Regions from separate parts of the Gossypium hirsutum genome. Here region 2 is linked to region 1. The links are chromatin contacts, called in public Hi-C maps. All regions are on one chromosome and are shown on one strand. Each heading gives the region's core, a stretch centred on a gene start, on an enhancer-like site or on the middle of the called end of the contact. The rest is flanking DNA. Distances are from core to core; before and after follow the strand shown.

Evidence for each region. Hi-C and Micro-C count contacts between places; a contact is called where the count stands out from the background.
Region 2: a contact with region 1 is called in a Hi-C map of leaf, with 7 times the contacts expected there. The contact joins the promoter of LOC107962154 here to the enhancer-like site in region 1. A contact is called at or near these places in 2 of 34 Hi-C or Micro-C datasets (both in leaf).

What each region holds. Positions count from the first base shown.
Region 1 is chrA06:92,217,122-92,219,978 of Gossypium_hirsutum_v2.1, reverse strand. No RefSeq gene overlaps it. Among protein-coding and RNA genes, the nearest start is that of LOC121231746, 80 kb to the left of the region's middle. Within about 2 kb of position 1,573, at least 1 of the 9 cell types and tissues checked has an H3K27ac peak or open chromatin away from gene starts, as enhancers often do. A contact at or near this core is called in leaf, where this site is marked.
Region 2 is chrA06:92,410,013-92,412,878 of Gossypium_hirsutum_v2.1, reverse strand. It overlaps LOC107962154 (vesicle-associated protein 4-2), which reads left to right and starts at 1,607. Exons shown (of 7, transcript XM_016898415.2): 1 at 1,607-2,034; 2 at 2,374-2,444; 3 at 2,608-2,689; 4 at 2,834-2,866. The coding sequence starts at 1,791.

The DNA of each region.
Region 1 (2,857 bases), core at 324-2,823:
AATTTTTAAAATATCAAAAACACTAGAATGTAACTGAAAATAATAAAGTTCGAGAAAAAACCCAAAATCTTAAAAATTAGAAAATTATAAAAATTTAAAAATATTTGTTTCTGAAAATCATAAAAAATATTTTTTAAATTATAAATATGAAAAGCTTCAAAAATAATTTAAAATTCATAAAATAAAATAAATAAAAATTATGTTTGGAATTTTAGGTTTTTTTAGAAAATTTTAGAATTGTTTAGAATTGTTAAAGAATTTTATGGTAATTTTCAGTAAAAAAAAAATCAAAATTTTAAACAAATGAAAAAAGTCCCTAAAATTTTCAATAAATAAGATTCTTCAAAATTTTCATGCAATTATAATATTTTTATTAAAAAGAGAATCCAAAATTCTAAACAGACCCACTTTTAAATTTTATGAGAATTGATTTTTTGAAGTTTTGCATATTTTTAATTTTAAAAATAGTTTTACAATTTTTTAAAAATAGATTTTCTAAGTTTTTAGATTTTTTGGGTTCAGATTTTTTTTATGATTTTTGATAAATTTTTAAATTTTTTAAATTTTTTTAAATTTTAATTTTTTTTTATTTTTTTGACACGTGATAGTTTATTATTGGTTGACTTAATCTTTTTCTTAATCGAAATCTAAGTTGAGGCAACAAGATATACATAATAAAAGAACAAGAGCCAAAATTGATAAAAAAATAATATAAGTGTCAGAGTGATTTTTTTTATTCAAATTAAATGTTTGATTAGTTAAAAGAAATTGGGTTATTTTTTCAAGTTGATTTTTTTTTTTTTTTTAGAATTATGGTGTCTATTTTAGTAGCAACGATTATTCTCTCCGCTACAGTTACTTTTTAAATAAGTAAACATCTAATTTAAATATGTTTTATTTTTATGCCTAAAAATCAAATTTTTAACTACATAATTGAAGGATGGAAAAAACATTAACCGCAACTTATAATTTAGGTGAGATCATTCTTACAGTACTCCTGCCACTCTTCTTTACTGTTATGACTTTTTTGCCAATGTGCATATTTTTTTTCTTTTGCGACCAAACAAATTGGATTTCTAGTTGTGGATGTGATTTTTCACTATCCAGATATTTTATGCACTTAAGGCTAAAGCTGTGGAAATATCCACGCTGATATTTTGGGGTCAAAAATGTATTCATGATAATGAGACTGACCACTGACCAATCATCTTTATTGAGAGGATGATGATGCTTTTCTACATCTTGATCCCCATTACCAACTAATATTTTCATGAATTGATATATAACTTTACATAGAAATAATTGGATAGATATTTTCAAATGTTGGGTAATATTAATGCATATTTTATTCTTTTAGGGGAGACATTAGAAGAAACAATATAAATCTCGAATACAAATTGTAAAATAATATTTAAAAAATTGAAAGCTTGAAATATATAATTTTTTTATATTAAAATATGAATTGCATGTTGTGAATATAGGAATACAAGAGAGGAAAATAAGATGGGTAAGAGAAAAGAAAGATGGGCCAAACAACATCTAAAAACAAAATGATAGCATCAGAATGTGATACCCCAAATTTCTTTTATATCACCAAAGACAATGGGAGATAGAAAGGGACAAAGTAACCAAATATTGTATTCCACTTATCCACTCCTTTTCAATCTTATCTAAGAAATATAAAAAAAGAAAAACATGTCTATTTAGATTTGAACCATGGTAATTGTATATTTCTATATGAGAGGTGTTTATGTTTGAGGTGAAGCTAGTTCAGGTCAATATCAATGTATAGTAATAATATTACATATATATTTTTTAAATTACAACTATATACATAGTTGTTATCCTAATTAATTATTAGATTTTATCACACCCATAATAGAGGTGAATGAAAATATTTTACATTAAAACAGTACATTTATAAAAATATATGATTAAATGACTATTAGTAAAATGGCAAGAGTTTTTTATATAAATTTATTAGTGTTTGATTCTTAAATAATGTTTTCCATTTTTTTTTGAAAATTATATAAAAATATGAAAATGCTGAAACTAACCTTATAATAATATTTATTAACCTTTAAAGTAAGGATATTTTAGTAACTTCATAGTTTAGTTAGGGTTTACCCTCAATTATATTATTTTTAAAATTTTTTTAATAAAAAATTATGTTAATTTTTATTTAATATTTAATATTTAATAAATTTATATAAATTTTATTTTATTAAATTTTTAAATACTAATAATTTAACTTTATTTAATATTTACATTATAGTATTATTTATCTAGCTTTCGTATAATGTAAATTACATAACATATTGTTAAACTAAGCCTTATTGGATAATATGTTTTGATATAACAAATTAAAGTGTTTTTGAATAAAAGTAAAGTTGAGCAATTTCATAAAATCAAGTTAAAATGGTTTCAATTGAGTCAAACATTTTCAAATATGTTTTAATCATTTTCAAACAAGTTAGAATTGCTCCAGGATAAAAAGTATCAATGCTTTTTGTCTAAGTATCGATATTCTACAAGATATCGATACCCCTCTGTTAATTAATACCAAATTGACATTCTGGAATTTGTAACCTCTGCTAAGTATTGATAAATCTCTCAGGTATCGATATTCCTGCTCCAACGGTCATTAAAATTTGCATCAATTACAAAAAATATTGATACTGTTTTAGTAGGTATCGATACTCGTAGCTACATGTGAAGTTTATGACCTGGTATTTCATCCCTAATAGCTATATTCACTTTTACAACAACCACAACAGTTGGAAATCAATTAGAGGGTATAAATACTATCTTCCAAAGATTTAGCAACAAGAAGAGCAATATGCAAAGCTTAAAGATA
Region 2 (2,866 bases), core at 358-2,857, 190 kb before region 1:
TAAGACTTTTTTTGAAAAAGCCATGGTCTCCCCTCCATAATTGTCTCGAGATCTTCTTCCAAATCAAACACTATCAAAAATAAATTCTGCCCCACCATCTGGATCTCAAATTTTTTCCTTGTCTTCCATATACTTTTCATCTGTGCCATAAAGCTTTTTGGATTGTAAAGCTTCTCTGTCCAAATTGTACAGATCAAAGTTGGTTTTTCACTTGGTACCACCATTTAACCTTTGAATGATAATTGAATGAGTTCTTCTACTAGGAGAGAGATCTCATCCCTCCCACTCGATTGTCCCCATCACTTTCCTCTATCCCAAGCCGCAACAATTACTGCTTTCTCTAGGACTGTAAGCAAAGCACTCTTGGCGACTCTTAAATGATGCTATTATTAGTTAGGATGAAATACAAATTATTTTTACGATAGTTAGTAGATAGTTGGGTGATAAAAAAAAAGAGAAAATTGACTAATTGGGTGACAAAAAAAAGAAATTTACTAATAATTGAGTGACCATTTTGTAACTTTTTATAATTGGGTAGCCAAAAAAGAAAATATAAACCATAATTGGGTGACCTCTATTGTAGTTTACCCATTTTTATTTAGAAATTAATTTCCTTTTTCCAACTCAAATTAAAAAAAAATCCTAAATACGAGCAGCTCTTAATTGACTGAAAAGTTTCTTTTTAATGAAATTATACATTAGGTATCTAATTCAATAACAATAAAAAATCAAACTCAAAGTACCTTACTCAAACAAAGAAAGGGTATCATTTAATGGCTTATTATTCAATTAAGCTTATATTTTAAATAAGTTTATTATTATTTTTTGTTCTAACTCTATTTTTTAAATTTAATATTTTAATTTGAACTCTTGACTCTGCATTTTCTTTAAATATCAAAATTTATTAGACAATATTTTACAAATAAACTAAAAACAAATTAAAATTTCAACATTAGAATCCATTTAATTTTTAACTTTTTAAGTATAGGGATTAAAGCTTAAATTCTATAAAAATTATAAGGAGTAATCTTATAATTTTATAGAAATAAGTCCCTTTGAAGCCTAACTTAACTTGATTCATGGTAAATTACTAGTTTTTTCCTGATCTAGTCTAGTTGCTTAAGACTTAAAGACGGCCAGATGAAGGCAATGATTCAATTTCCGCGTTATTCCCACTAATTATTTCTGTTATTATATCCTTAATTAACTTTCAAACACAAAAATAAATAAGGTAATCAATCCTTCGAAATTAAACAAAACGGTTTATAAATAAAACCAAAATTGGTATTTTTAAAATCAAAGTTATAATGAAATTTCTTCCATAAAGAAACTATTGTTGACATTTCTGTTTCCTGTTGAATAAATAGAAGACGGAAAAACGCGTGAATCTTTTAATAAATTGAAAGTACAAACCAAAATTACTTAAACCATTCCAAAACCCTGAAAGTCGTGGTTGAATCGTTTACTTTCCGCGGCAGTTTATAGAAAGGGCGACGATATTACCTGCGAAACAACGGTTTTTTAAAATAAATAATTGAAATTGGACACGGTGTCGTTTTTGGGAGATTGATTGACTTTTAAAGGGGAAAAGCGGACTTCAAATTCTCCCAAGTCAAATACAGTACAATCCAAGCTCTAAAATCCGACCCCCTCTCTCCCTCTCTCTCTCTCTCTCTCTCTCTCATTTCCTTGTCACGACTTTCTCGATTCGAGTAGCAGTGGAAGTTCCTTCCTCTGCGAAACGTAAAGAAACGGTGTCCTATATGCCCTCGTGTTTGTTTTGAGATAAGATGGCAATAGAAACCGACCAAAAGTCATCGTACGACGGCAAAGTTTGGGGGTTCTTTAAGCTGCCGTTTAGACAAACCGGGAACACCAGCAGTACGACGTCTTCTTCCTCCGCTCAAACTCAGCCTCACCTCGAAGGATCCGACCATCATGCCTCGGCTAACTCCGTTTCCTCTGTCGCCAAGTCGCTTTTGCCGACTCGTCGCCGGCTCAAACTTGATCCGGCTAATAAGCTCTATTTTCCATGTAAGTACTATTCTTCTTTGCTTTTTTATCTGATTCTAAATTTCCCGTTTGTTTGATTCAATATTATGCAAAACTTTTGATGCTTATTTCTTGAAATTAACAGTAAGTTGAAAAAAATATTTTATAGTAGAGATTGTTCAGAATCAAGATTGTTGATTAAAGTAGCTGATATAATCGGACTAAAATTTGTTGTTACTCTTTATTTGAAATACTTTTGACTTAAATCAGGAAAATTTCAATTCGATTTATTTCGGAAGAAATTGTATAAAATTTTTCCAAGTAAATGGAAATAATCTTTTCTCTTATTCTTGATTGTATATTACGTTTTCTTTTTCGAAGATGAACCTGGCAAACAAGTGAGGAGCGCGGTCAGGATAAAAAACACGAGCAAGTCATATACAGCTTTCAAGGTAAAAACCTTAAACCTTTGAAAATTTTCAATTTTGCTTTGTTGTATTAGTCTTTGTTATTTGTCTATGTTTTCTGTATACATTAGAAACGGAAGTGGAATGATGTTGTGCTTTATGACAGTTGCTTTGATTTGTAATGAACCTTTTGTTTCTGTTGGTTTAGTTTCAAACTACAGCGCCCAAGAGTTGTTTCATGCGCCCACCAGGTGCTATTCTTGCACCTGGGGAGAGCATCATTGCGACCGGTAATTGCTTCCTTCTGTACACACACCCGTTAATTCTAGTTTGATTATACATTGACAATTTGGAATTAATATATATTTAATGTTTGTCTTATCTTCTGAAAGATTCTTATGAATTTCACTTCCTCGTTTGAATGGATTTACTAGTCTTTAAGTTTGTTGAGCAACCTGAGAACAATG